3 separate regions of the Mus musculus genome follow, and regions 1 and 3 are each linked to region 2. The links are chromatin contacts, called in public HiChIP or PLAC-seq and promoter capture Hi-C maps. All regions are on one chromosome and are shown on one strand. The core of a region is the stretch at or near the end of the contact, and the rest is flanking DNA. Distances in the headings are between cores, read along the strand shown.

Region 1 (4,665 bases), core at 738-3,237, 600 kb before region 2:
TCATGCGCAAATGACATTATCTTTTTGTTCGTGTGCAAATGTGCTCCTCTGGCCACTAACTCTGAATCATAAGCACTTACTTTGTTTTCTGCAAAATGTTCCCTATTGTTTGACTACTCAGAAGTACTTGAAGCCCGTGGACTTGGAGACTCTGCCCTCTGATCAACCGGCGCCACAAAAGCAATCTCTTTTACAGTTTCTAGTTGCAGGCTTCTGAGTTCATGTCCTCCCCTTCCGAAAATCAGAGAATTCACCATCCGAATCTTGGAGGCTGGAAAGCAGATGGTGAGTGAGACTATGTGTGTAAGAAAACTAGACGTGGGCCAGTGAGCTGGCTCAGGAGGTAAAGGGCGCTTGCGTGCAAGCCTGGAGACCCGAGTTCGATCCCTAGAACCCAGCCAGTGGAAGGAGTTGTGTGGTCGGACATGTATGCATGAGTTTGTAAACACACCCGCACACATTTGTGCACATGTGCACACACTCACGTATGTATACACTCACCCACTCACCCACTGATGCACTGATACACACGTCTGAGAGCTAGACTTGAGGCTGGCAGGGAGGCTGAGAGCCCAGTTTGTTCAAAGACGCCTCCAAGGGCTCAGAAAATGATACCAGGAATCGGAGAGGGAAGACTGAAGCAAAGGAGATGAGTTGAAGGGTGTCTGTCTGAAGAAGCAGGCCCGGAGCTCTCCCCAGCCCAGGTCCAAGGGCAACTGTCTACTTCCCACCAGGTATCAAGCACAGCTGAGAGATCAAGTGGATTCGTGTTCTGAGTGGTGACCCTCCAGCCGTCCATCTTCCTCGTGAGCTTCCAGAATGCGGGCAGCTAAGCACATGCCTTCTGAGGAAGTCACAGGAGGAAGATTCTCTGGGGATCCTGAGGAGAGACCGCATCATTAAGATTCTGGCCTCTGGGGTTGCCCAGTGACTTCCCAGACTCACCATGCCAATGCGTTGCTGTTGTTTCCTGCAGTATTGCAAACTGAACCCAGGGCCTTTTACCCAGACTAGGCAAGCCCTCTACCAGGCCTCAGTGTCCTTAAATAAAGGTCACAAGGGGAAAAATCTCTAACACAAATGCTAGAGATCAAACATAAAAATCAAAATGTTATCAGTGTCCTCTGAGAAGTAAGAGTTTACATAAAGCATAAAACAGCAAGATTTTCTTTTCTTTAAGAACTTTCTTTCTTTTTTTTTTTAAACCAGGAAAACCAAGGTGGAGAGGCATGGAAGGACGGAGTTCTGCTTCCTGCTATGGTACGTTAATTTATATTAGACTAACTCTCCAGCCAGTCAACTCTGGGCAAAGTAGTAAAACAAACAACTATTTAGGGGTACTAGAGAGACTGTTGCCCGAAGACAAAGTGGGAGGGACTAAGTGAGGGGTATTTAGTCATTGCCTTTCCTGAGAGCAATGGAAGACCAGAGCCTACTCAGGCAGAAAGCTGTGGTCTAACTGGAATGAGCCATTGGAGGTGGAGCCTAAGGCTGTCAGGCTGTCTGTAGAGTTGGAAACCGAGAAGACTCGGGGTGTCCTCAGATGATCTTACCCTGCCCCTAGATCATAGATAGGCACGTTTCTGACCGGTAAGGACAGAGGAAGCTCCAAGAGCCTGGAAACACCAGGTGGGTTCAGTGACCTGAGAGGGGTGTAGTAGCCACCTGTGCTGGGAAGGCATAACTTGGAGTTTAATTTCTACCAGTTTACAGGGGCTGGGTCAACATGATTTTTCCACTGAAAACCCATGAAGCTAAGCAAATCCGAAGACCTCACATCTTTAACCCAGTGGTTGTCAACCTGCCTAATGCTACAACCCCATAATACAACTTCTCGTGTTGTGGTGACCCCCCAGCCATAAAATTATTTTCACTGCTACTTCTCAACTGTAATCTTATTACTGTTATGAATCATAACGCAAACATCTGTGCTTTCTGATGGCCCTTCACAGGGACCGTGACCCAGTTTGGGAACTGTTGCTTTAAACTAAGCTTCCTCCACAGGACCACAGCGATCAGGGCTGGAGAGACGGCTCTGTGGTTAAAGTGCTTACAACTCATGCACGGAGACCAGAGTTTGGATCTCCAGAACTCAACACAAAATGCTAGGCAGGCATGGTAGCCTGCCTGTAACCCCAGCCCTGGAAGGGGGAGATGAGGACTCCCACGGCAAGCTGGTTAGCAAGATGAGCCACACTGGGCTCAGTGAGGTGGCAGAGCGGTCGTGATACTCAACACCAACCTCTGCCTCCATAGTACATGCGCCGGAAACTCACCACACATGCAAACATGCACATAGACATGAGCCAACATGCTCACAGACCCATGCAAACATGCACGCAGACATGTGCCAACATGCAAACATGCACACAGAGGCATGCCCCCCCCCTGCCACACAGAAATGGAAAAAGGAAGAAATAAAGATCAAAGTGATCTTCCAGTTTAACCACTTGCTAGAGCAAAACTCAGGACACGGCAGAGGAAATGGAAGTCAGAGTCTCTGTAGCCTGCCATTCACAGTGACTTGTATTTTCAAGTTTCAGAGAGAAGAGACAGGAAGATGGAACCAGTAATCAAAAAGAAAAATGTCAGCAGGAAATAAATGTGAGATTAAAGCTGTAAGAAGGAGCGCACATGGAATCAAACTGTCTGATGTAAGTATGTTAAAGAAGCTATAGAAAAGGAGCTGTAATGGATGACAGTGTGGTATGTTTTCATCTTTTTCCAGAGGCAGGGTCTCACTACATAACTCAAACAGGCCTTGAGCTTGACATGTGCACAAAACTGCCCTGGACTCACAATCCTCCTGCCTCTGACCCTGAGTGATGGGATTACAAGTATGGCTGCCCTATATTGTATTTTAGAAATATAAAAGGATGTGCCCTTGATTCCAGCACTCAAGAGGCAAAGGCAACCACATCTCTGTGAACTCAGGAATCTCTCCACCTCTCCAGCCCAGGCCAGGCCAGCCAGGGCTACACAGTGAGACCCTGTCTAAAAAAGAAAATAAAGAAATAAATAAAGCACCGGGCATTGGTGGTACACGCCTTTAATCCCAGCACTTGGGAGGCAGAGACAGGCAGATTTCTGAGTTTGAGGCCAGTCTGGTCTACAGAGTGAGTTCCAGGACAGCCAGGGCTACACAGAGAAACCCTGTCTCAAAAAACCAAAAAAAAGAAATAAAGCAATATAAAAGGACTGGATGGCCAAGCATGGCACACACCTTTGATCCCAGCACTCAGGAGGCAGAGACAGGTGGTCTTCTGTGAGTTCCAGACCAGCAAGACTACAGAGACCCTGCCTTAAAAATTAATTAATTAATTGTCTATTATGAAAATGGAGCAGAATATCACTTTATGGGATTTTTAAATCTGTGATGGAGCAATGCACACTGACTTTAAGGATTCTGTTTGATTCATTTCACCTTGAATTTCCTAAGAAAAGACTCATTTAAAAGCACAGGCCTGTGATCCCAGCATTCAGAAAGCTGAGCAGGAGGATGGACTCAGGGCCCGACCTGGGCCACATAGTGAGACTGTCTGGAAAAGAAAAAGAACACACAAGAGGAAGAGGAAAAGAGTGCTTACCTAGCATGCAGAAGGACTTGGGTTCAGAGAACTGAAAGGAACAACAAACTCAGGCCGGGGCTGGACCAGTTCAGTGGTCTAGCACGCATGAGGTCCCGGGTTTGATTTCTAATGGTGCAAAAACAAAATAAACACCTACAGACAATTTTCATTACATTTTATTATTTTTAAATATTTTTTATATTTTTATAAAATTTCATTACATTTTATTAATCTGTGTGTGTGTGTGTGTGTGTGTGTGTGTGTGTGTGTGTGTGTGTGTAGGCATGTGCGTACCACAGTGCACGTGTGGAGGTCAGAGGGCACTTGAAGGAGTCGGTTCTCTCCTTTCACCATGAGGGTCCCAGGGATCAAACTCAGGTCACCGGCTTGGTGGCAGCGCCTTTACCTGCTTAGCCATCGTTCTGGCCCTAAAAACAATTTTTAGAAGAGAGATGAAAAAAGAAAGAAAAGTGGTGTGGTCATACTGATATTAGAAAACACAAACTACTAGATAACAAGTATTAACACTGATAACGAGGGTCACTTCACAATGGTTAAAAAAAAAGACATAAAAATCATATATGCACTTACAAACACATGCAGCAACCGAATTGAAAAATACATGGAATACAAAGGGACACACTAATGGAAAGACAAGACAAATCTGATTGGAAAGTTAAGTGCAGACAGTTTTCCAGAAAGAGGAGGACCTTGGACATGCACCTGTCAAGGGTTGTAGGATTGTGTTAACTGAGGTAAGAAGCCCCACCCACTGTGGGCGGCACCATCCCCTGGCCAAGGTCCTGGACGCTATAATTGGAGAAAGTGGGCTGAGCAGTCACTTTGATCTCCTTACCATGGTGGACTGTACCCTCAAACTATGAGTCAAATAAAATTGTTCTCCCTCATGGTTTTTCTTTGGGGGGTGGGGGCTGTCAGGTATTTTAATGAAGTAACAGAAAAAGAAACTAAGGCAGAAAGTTTTTTCCCCATTTCCTTGCTAGAGCCTGGGAGCTCTCTGAGGAAGAGTCTTTACACATTGGTTTCTGAGGTGGGTCTTTATTTACTGAGGCATCTGGATTCAAAACTGAGAGGC
Region 2 (4,605 bases), core at 1,539-4,038:
TGCTGGCCACAGAGGCAGCCTAACTGAAGAAGTCAGAAGGGACATGGCGTGGTGGTCAGAGAACGAATGAGAGGATCTCATCCCCAAAGCTGTCCCCAAGTCCCCTAGGGACTTCCACTTTCTCTAGGACTCGAAATCCTTCTGTCCTAGGGGTGTTCGCTCCTCAGACTGGAAGTCTCACAAACAATCCTGAGAGATGCCATGCTGGAGAAGGCATGGGCGAGACATGTTCCCTTGTAATGTCTTGTCTTTCTCTGGTGCCCTCATTACTAGGGGTGGGGGGTGGGGGCAACGTTACAGACAAGGACCACTCTGTGGATCTGGTTGTAGGTGTAGTCGGTGGAAATGCATGGTGGAAATGCATGGTGAGGCCATCAAGGGAGGAATCCCTATGGCTAGGAAGGCCCAACTGAATGACAAACCTGTCCTGAGAAATGGCCTTGAACAGTTAACAAACACCAAATGCCCCGCTAAGTCACTTGGTCAAGGCCTCTCCATCCTCCTCAGAATCTGGCTGGCACCTCAGGGTTTCCAGAAAATTCCCAAGAACCCAGAAGAGGGAAAAAAAAAACAACCAAGATCCTCCCAGTTAGAATGGCCACGTAACCAGCCGCTCACTCCCTTAAGCTCCAGTCACAGTGTTAGCCATGCAGCCAGACATAAACACACACAATGGGTGTTTGGGACCAAATGCAGGGCCTGGGACCTTGACAGAACTTGTCACAAGAGTATGGCCAGGACTGGGGGCATTAGTTCTAGGGAGACTTGGAGCCACTAGGAGTACAAGTAGTATTGTGGCCTCTTTATTCTGTGGTCCACAGATCCCTCGAGGCCTGGGGCCCCCTTCTCAGTGCTGAGGGAAGAAAAGATGGACTGCTGTGCCTCTGGCCAGCTCTTTGGGTATAGAAAAGTGACTCTGAGGGTGGGTGGGTGGTATGGACAGCTGGGGGGGGGGTTGCACACACTTATGTTACCCAGCCAAGAGCAGTCAGGGGTCCCCTTTCAGTCACCTCACACATATGCATAGAGAGTAAGTAGTCTTATCCAAGGCAGAGAACTCAGAGAGGGGAAGTGGGTTTATGTTTGGATGGCGGTGGCATTGTGAAGGTCTGTTCTAAATGCAACCTTGGATGGACGAGATGTGGGGGTGCATCCTTCTTGCCTGTGCCCCCAATGAACAAGGACAGAGTTTCTCGCTAGGAAAGTATGCATCTAGCTTTTTGAACCGTCTAGCCTCTTGGCTAAGCACACTTGCAAGAGTGTGGTATTCATACTAGCAGACCTGGAGTCTTCTGGCCTACAATCCTGAGGCTTCCCCTGTGGTTCAGCTGGACCCACTTGAAGTCCCAGGGAAGCCTGTGGTCACTTCTGGGAAAGGCTGTGTATTTTCTGGCCTCTTTTATCCCTTTCAATGGCCTGTGAGCCCAGTGAGAAATGAGGGTCTCCCTGAAGATCAAGTCAGATCCATGGTCTCCTTTTGGGCCCCTCCCATACCCACTGAGGCTTAACATCACCTCCAAAGCCAGACGTGTCGCTGGACTTTGAAAAAAGTATGGTTCAGGCTCTACCAATATGGGGGATCCTATTTCTGCATCTGGGAGCTGACTGAAGCTGGATGTTGGAGTTGGACCTGAGGTCACTATGACTGGAGATAATACTCCACCAGCTTTAGCCAGCAGCAGGGTCCTCTGTGGTCACAACTCCTAATCACTGCCTTATCACCAGCTTGGGACCCTTCTGGTCCTTGCCTCTGTCTTTACGGGATGCGTTTAAGCTGGTACAGGGTTCTACCCAAAGGGTGAGAGACCCCGGCAGGGTGGTGCTGAGTGTGGTTCCCTAATCTGGGTTCTGCACCTAGCTGCAACTGGGCAGTCTTGGACGCCCTGAGACTTATTTACTCCGTAAGACCAAGGAGTCTTTCAGAGTGGCCAGCCAGCCCCCTCATCCCGGAACCCCACTGTCGTACCTGCAGCACGTTGGGGTGCCGCAGCCGCTCCAGCAGCACCATCTCTTTGAGCAGCTTGTGGGCCGCCAGGCGATAGCAGCCCCTTCGCGCCCCGAACTCGCGCACGCAGCTGCCCAGATCGTGGCCGCTGAAGTCCACTGCTTTAAGCGCCACCGCGGCGCCGCCGGGCAGGCGGACCCGGTACACAGCCTTAGTGTAGCCTGAGCCCACGTACTGCGCGCCAGACACGTTGCGGAGCGCGGCGCAGCCTAGGCGCGGGCCCGGGCCGGGGGAGCCCGGGCCGGGAGCAGGGGGCCAGCCCGGAGCGCCGTCGGGCGGGGACCGGACCCGCGGGGGCCGGGGACGCTGCAGGCCCGGCCCGCCCGGAGCCAGGTCCATCAGGCGCCGCCGCTCTGGCCGGCCCGCTCCCGGCCCCGGCCCCCCGCGGGAATAGCGCTGCACCTCCTCGTAGCGCTCCCGGATCTGCCGGGCCAGCTCCCCACGGCCCCCGCGACGGCCCGGGCCCGGGGCTGCCGAGGACCCCGGGGACTGGCCTGGCCGCGGAGGCTCCGAGCCCGGTGCGAAGAGCACGTTGAGGACGGAGCCCAGCAGGAAGGAGGCGCAGAAACCAGCGGCCACGGCCGCCCGCCGGCGCCGCATCGCTCCCCTCCCCCCGGCCGGCCGCGCGCCGCTCCCCGGCCCCGGCCCCGGCCCCGGCCCCGGGCGGCTCAGGCTCCGAGGCGACTCGGCTTCGCGCCGCGCCGGCCCCCTGCCCAGCCCGCGCGCATGGCCCGGGCAGCCCCGACCCCGGCCCCCGGCGGGCGGCACATCGGCCTGACACTTGCCTCCCTCCCGCCCTGCCCCCGCCGCTTATAAGGCCCGGAGCCACCCCCGCGCCCGCCCCTCCGCCAGCGCCTCCCCGCGCCCGGCCGAGCCAGTCCTCGGCGCCGCCCCCTCTGGCCGCCCGGGCCGGCCTTCCCCGCTGACTGACAGCGGGACCTCCTCCCGCGGCCAGCCGGGCCTGGGAAGCGGCGCGGAGGCGGCTCCGGCCCTGCCCGGCGCGCGGCCCCCCGAGCTCGGGTTGGGGAGCGGGGGAGGGGGAGGGGGCGGCCGCGCGCAGGGCTTCCAAGCCCGAGGCCAGGCTGGATAACGGGACCCGGAGGCCGAAAGCGGAGCTGGCCGACCTGGTGCGGGGAGTTGGAGGGGCGAGGCCGGCGGGTAACGGGCTCCAAGGGGCAAGCCGCCAAGGCCCGGGTGCGGGGATCTCAGGGGTACACGCTGCCTCCTGGGGGAGGTGGGGAGTCGGGGCTGCAGTGCAGTGCGCAGGGGTTCCTCCTTCTGCGGGTGAGGCTGCTCTGGGACAGCCCGGGTTCAGGGTGTGATGAAGGGCGGCGCACTGGGGAGGCTGCCCCGCACCTGCGAGAGCGCGAGGGGTGGGGACTGTGGTCTCAGAGTTAATCAGGAGGTTTCGGAAGAATTCTTTTTTTTTTTCAACTGTCTTCTACCAGGACTTTCTGATTTTCCTGGTTCCCGAATCCCCACATCTCGACAACACAGCTCCATCCCCATCCCCGAGAACCTCGATCTTTGACCCGCCAGTAGGGGGTCGGAACCGTATACAGCGAGTGCATTAGTGTCCACGCACATCTGTCTGTGGAATGTGTGCATCCGCATGTCCCGAGGGGCTACTGTGTCTCTAGGATGGGAGTGAGTGTGTGCCCTGTGTGTTAGTGCTGACTCCATCAGAACTTCTGGTCCCTCCTCCTCCCTCCCTGATTGCATCATTAGTGCTAATTGAGGGGCTTTCACACGCCAGTGCATTAGCTGTTTGGAGTGAGCTCCCCCCTCCTGCGAGATAAGCTGCCGCCCCTCCCCCTCGTGGCTCTCCACTTCCCTAGGGCACTGAAACTGTCCACCGAGGTCGTCTCACTTCCTCAGGCTCCCTCCTGCTTTGCTCTGGGCAGGAAAAAGTTATCTCTCTTCCTGCAGTGCCGTGGATTCGGCTGGAGCGACGGCATATGGGGTAAAATTTAGGGGCTGGAGAAAGAATCCAGAGCCGCCTTTCTGAGGGGCTTTCTAGGAAGGAGGGGTTTTCCCTCAAGAGGTCTCCTGTTCCTATCCAACGCAGGGAGGAACTCTGTGACAGGGAATAAAACTTGCGGCTAGCTCTTTTGGAAGTTCAGCCTGTGATCGCACTGAGGTAGGCCTTCTGGCTCTGACTGACTTCTTGGTCCCCTAAAACTCAGAAAGTGGGGACCATGCTGAGTTATTCGTCATGGGAAAGGCAGGTTGAAGGAGGCCATGATTCCCCCTGAGAGATTTGGGTGGGTTTGATGGAGTGTGCGCTATAGGTCTGTTCCTGTTTAAGCTGCCCCGCCCAGCTCTGGCCCATAGCTGCTGGGAGGTTGGGGAGGGGGCTGTCTGAGCAGATGCCCTCCCCAGCCCTCACACCAGATGTCTTTGGTCTAATTAACTGTGCTGGGAAAACCAACCTGGGTTTGTAAACATAGCTACTGGCTAAAGTCAACAGGGAACAGGAGCAAACAGTCCCCTTCACTGAGCCTCATCTAGACCCAGCACCCCAGGGAAGGGAGCTGGGGGGGGGGATCAGAAATGCCCTGGCCCACAGATGAGTCAAAGAAAGACTGTCTGCCTGGGTG
Region 3 (4,287 bases), core at 1,720-4,219, 650 kb before region 2:
ATGCAGTTCCCAGTGGCTGCCCGGACATCCCGATGCTCTGTAGTGGTCATATGAACCACAGATGTCAATGCTGACCCCTGTCACTGCATAGCTGTGGACCTAGACGTGGTCCTCAGTGACAGCTCAGGCTAGGCCCTCACCATGGCCCCAGGTGGCAGGGCTGACCACTCACAGCAGGCTCCTCCTCTCCACCAGTCTCCAGTTCCATCTCTTCATAATGCTCAAGCTGCTCCGCTCTCTTTCTCTCCCCTCTGACCACCACAGACTTGCACATTGCGGTGGCTCCTGCTGTAGGCTGGCCCCTGGGTGGCATTCTCTATTCTTAGTGTGTAGCGTGGAGGTAAGCGGGTACCTGTGGCCCACCTGTTCTGTACACTGGAGGTCAGGTCTGTGGGTGGCACGGCAGTCTGAAGGTCTCTGTCTGTCTGCCTCCTCCCACACTGCGCTGCCTGGATTTGATTTGATTTTTATGAGTCCTAGACAGCTTTGGCCACCTAGCCAGACATCAAGCTAGGATAAAGAAAGGCCTGCCATCTGCTCTGGCCCTGACTGATACAAGAACATCACCAACGAGGTGCCTCTTTTGCCATTGACAGAGTGGCATTTAAATTGACTTACGTGACCAGTTGGTGAATTCGAAATATTTCATTTATTTATTTATCTTTGCTTTTTTTTTTCTTTTTTTTTTTTTTTTTTTTGGCAACAGGGTCTCATCCTTTAGCCTAGGCTTATCTGGAACTCACTGTGTAGCCTAGAGTAGCTTTAAACTAACTCACAACAATCTTCTTGCCTTCAGCATCCCAAGTACTGAGATTATAGACATGAGCCGCCAGACCCAGCTATAGAACGAAAATTCAGTATTGTGGAGGGGCAAAAAAAAATTGTCCACAGGGGAATCTCTGCCTCAGTCCTCAGTCCAGAGACTAGAAGAAGACAGAGCTATAAAGTCAAGGCAGTGTCCTTAGTGACTCCTGTCCTCCGTCACCCTTCCCAATCCCCCCCTTTACCCCTCATCCCTCTTTCCCACGATCACCTGCTCTCCGGGGTGCTTTGATAACCTCTTCCATGCTAAGGGGCTAAGGATACCCTGGGGAGGTCTATTCTAGAAAGTTCTGAAGAACTAAGCTGTGGCCTTTGCATTCAGATATACACACACCTACATACCTATCCTCCGGTACCAGGGATTAACCCGGTGACTTTGCATACAGCAGTTAGTGCTGTACCACTAAGCTGCATACCCAGTTCTCTAGTCTAACTTCGTATCGCAGGCCAGGGCAACCATTAAGCAGCTAAAGATCACAAGTAGATATGGTCTGACCCGTGAATAAGGCTGAAATTTTATTCCTGTGAAATTGATTTTGATGAGGCTGATCCCAGTCTAGGCCCTTGGACTTTCCTATATAAACATCTGAAAACAATTTTCCCAATGTGTATACAGTGAGTGTATACATGGGGACCACTCCTGTGGCCCACAAAGACAGCCTGTGGTCAGCTGTGGAGACACGGGGAGAAAATCCAGTCTGTACTTTCATCTAATTGGGTCCTCAGGACTTGGGAACTCTCCTGCTCTGATCTGGTTCTCCTAACCCAAGCCTATGCTTGGCTAACAGAGTGTGTGGGAGCAGCTCTCTGCTTTCCCTGGTGCTGTGTTTGGGAATGCTGGGAAAAAATGGTCTGAGTCCATGTTAAAGATACAGAGGGGCCCCAGGTAGCCCTGCAGGCTGAGGATGGAATCCCAATCAATGGCCTAAGCCCCACTGTAAGGAAAAACTTCTGGGGCGGGGACGCAGTGCCACCGTGTGGCCGCCACGCGCGGCTTTTCCAAAGGCCCAAAGAAACACCTATCCAACTAAAGCCTGGTGTTCCAGTCAGCATCCAGGCAGACATGATACTGGAGAAAAAGCTGAGTGTTCTACATCTTGATCCAAAGGCAGCCGTCAGGAAACTGTCTTCGCGGGCAGTCAGGAGGAGGGTCTCTTCTGCCCTGGGTGGAGCTTAAGCATAGGACCTCAAAATGACAAACTTCCCCCAACTAGCTCACACCTACTCCAACAAGGCCACACCTCCTAATAGTGCCCCTTCCCATGGGCCAAGTATATTCAGACCACCACACTCAAAACTCAATATGTATGTATGTATGTATGTATGTATGTATGTATAGGGGTGTGTGTGTGTGTGTGTGTGTGTGTGAGAGAGAGAGAGAGAGAGAGAGAGAGAGAGAGCGAGAGAGAGAGAGAGAGAGAGAGAGAGAGAGAGAGAGAGAGAGAGAGAGGCATGCATGTGCCTCGGTGTTCCTATGGAGCTCAGATGACTTTTGGGAGCCCGGGTTTTCTCCTTCTGCCTTGAATTCAGGGTCAGACTCAGGTTGCCAGACTTGAGTACCAAGCATTCTTTACCTTACTGAACCATTTCACACTCTTGATTTCATTGCTCACAAAACCCTAAGAATCCCTACTATCACCACTGTAAAATTAGTCGGACTACATATATTCTAATCCGTTAAGGGTTTCTTCTTCCTCCTCCTCCTCTTCCCCTTCCTCTTCTTCCTCTTCCTCTTCTTCCTCTTCTTCTTCCTCCTTCTCCTCCTCCTCTTCTTCTTCTTCCTCCTCCTCCCCTTTCGACTTCCCTTCCCCCCCCCTCCTCTTCTTCTTTGCTTTGATTGCCCTTTGCTTCTTTTCTTTGATAAAGATATTTTACTTTGGATTTCTAGGTTACATCTAGTTTTGCTCCCTATCTGACCAGAAAGTACTTCGAGAAGCCACTGTCCATGCCAACTGTAAGCAGAAGGGGCAGATGCATATCTCAGAAGAATATTTGTGGTGGAGCAAATATTCCTCAGAATTGAAACATCCCTTCCGGGAGGGATGTAAGACCCAAGAAATGAACAAAACTGAGCTGTCTCGGGAAGCCTCTGGGACGCATAAGCCTCCCAAGGCCCTGTCCATAGCCCAAGGAGTACGACTGCTCAAGCGTAGTCACAATTGCTGAGGGGAGGGGCCGGACTCACTGACTTCCTGCCCTTTCCCAGAGAGCCCCAGGGCAATAGCCCATTGTCAGTCAGGCTGAGGTGGGTGTGGGACGTAAAACCACTCCAGAAAGTTTGGGAAGATAAAGCAAGTCTAGAGTCTGAGATTCAGGTGACTCCAGCTCCCTGCTAGACTCCTGACTTGAAACATGTGCCATGCTTCTCACATAAAAGAAACATGTCCTACGGTCATGTAGGCCCCAAACAGACTTCTCCATTCTAATGAGGTACCTAGAGGCCCAGAGGGCTCAGCCAATGAGCTTTCCCTTCCCAGACATCCCTTCTGGCAAAAGGCATTTAATCTCGGGCCCACCCTGAGAAGTGGGTACGGTTTACACACTCATTTTCCACCATGACAATAAACTGTTTAGAACCATGGACTGACTCTTTTCATCAAGATCTGCCTGTTGTGGGGTGCCATGAAGAAGGCCTTCGCCTACAGAGCCACAGCCTAGTCTCCTGGAGAAGGCCTCTCTGGGCTCCCAGCCACAACTGCCACCAAGCTTGCTGCCAGGCTAAGGACAATCATCCCCATGGGACAAGTTGGAGCTCCCCTCCCTCACCCACCCTCCACTACGGGCTGGACACCTCTCTTCTGCAACTCCCAGGGCGCCTGGATGTCTAAGAGCCTGAGAACCCCTCTACCTCTGCCTTGTCTCAGGCCCAGGGACCCCTGAACCAGCTCCAGCTTTCTCACATCTCAGACTGCGCTTTCCCACCCTGGAGCGATGCCTCCCTACAGCCCAGCACCTGCCCTGGCATGGGGTAAGCACAGTCAAACTCTCTGAGTTCTGCCCTGTGGCAGAGTGGACAAGGGCCTACGACCCTACTGTACAGTTAGTTTGCCTCTGAGCCATCCACAGTAGTGATGGTTTGTATATTCTTGGGCCAGGGAGCGGCCTTGTACGAATAGGTGTGACTTGGCTGGAATAGGTGTGTCACTGTGGGTGTGGGCTTAATAGCCTCACCCTAGTTGCCTGAAAGTCAGTCTTCCACTAGCAGCCTTTGGATGAAGACATAGAACTCTCAGCTTTGCCTGTGCCATACCTGCCTGGATACTGCCATGCTCCCACCTTGATGATAATGGACTGAACCTCTGAACCTGTAAGCCAGCCCCAATTAAATGTTGTTTTTTATAAGACTTGCCTTGGTCATGGTGTCTGTTCACAGCAGTAAAACCCTAACTAAGACAACAGTGCCACAAGGAACCCAGATACACCCACTGGTTTGCCAGTGGACTTTGGACTTTGATGGGATTGTTT

Evidence for each region. Promoter capture Hi-C pulls out the DNA fragments that hold promoters and counts their contacts. HiChIP or PLAC-seq counts read pairs in DNA pulled down with a chosen protein or histone mark.
Region 1: a promoter capture Hi-C map of the C10 cell line shows a contact between it and region 2, with 4 times the contacts expected there. The contact joins the enhancer-like site here to the promoter of Pkdcc in region 2. A contact is called at or near these places in 3 of 39 promoter capture datasets (the C10 cell line and stem cell-derived epiblast-like cells) and 2 of 115 datasets of contacts at active chromatin or transcription factors (T-cell acute lymphoblastic leukemia and pancreatic cancer cells).
Region 3: a contact with region 2 is called in a FOXA1 HiChIP or PLAC-seq map of pancreatic cancer cells. The contact joins the enhancer-like site here to the promoter of Pkdcc in region 2. A contact is called at or near these places in 2 of 39 promoter capture datasets (the C10 cell line and hippocampal neurons), 7 of 115 datasets of contacts at active chromatin or transcription factors (T-cell acute lymphoblastic leukemia, embryonic forebrain, embryonic hindbrain and 4 more) and 1 of 9 other capture datasets (embryonic stem cells).

Annotation. Positions count from the first base shown.
Region 1 is chr17:83,813,968-83,818,632 of GRCm38.p6, reverse strand. Mta3 (metastasis associated 3) reads right to left here. Exons shown (of 17, transcript NM_001379391.1): 17 at 3,728-3,997. The coding sequence ends at 3,972. Among named protein-coding and RNA genes, the nearest start is that of Gm41637, 10 kb to the left of the region's middle. Within about 2 kb of position 1,987, at least 35 of the 459 cell types and tissues checked have an H3K27ac peak or open chromatin away from gene starts, as enhancers often do.
Region 2 is chr17:83,213,466-83,218,070 of GRCm38.p6, reverse strand. Pkdcc (protein kinase domain containing, cytoplasmic) reads right to left here and starts at 2,788. Exons shown (of 7, transcript NM_134117.2): 1 at 1,967-2,788. The coding sequence starts at 2,605. Gm34686 (a long non-coding RNA gene) reads left to right here and starts at 2,937. Exons shown (of 3, transcript XR_001782234.2): 1 at 2,937-4,605.
Region 3 is chr17:83,864,278-83,868,564 of GRCm38.p6, reverse strand. Gm35125 (a long non-coding RNA gene) reads left to right here. Exons shown (of 3, transcript XR_877036.3): 3 at 2,711-4,027. Among named protein-coding and RNA genes, the nearest start is that of n-TIaat17, 4.5 kb to the right of the region's middle. Within about 2 kb of position 2,969, at least 14 of the 459 cell types and tissues checked have an H3K27ac peak or open chromatin away from gene starts, as enhancers often do. A contact at or near this core is called in embryonic stem cells and pancreatic cancer cells, where this site is marked.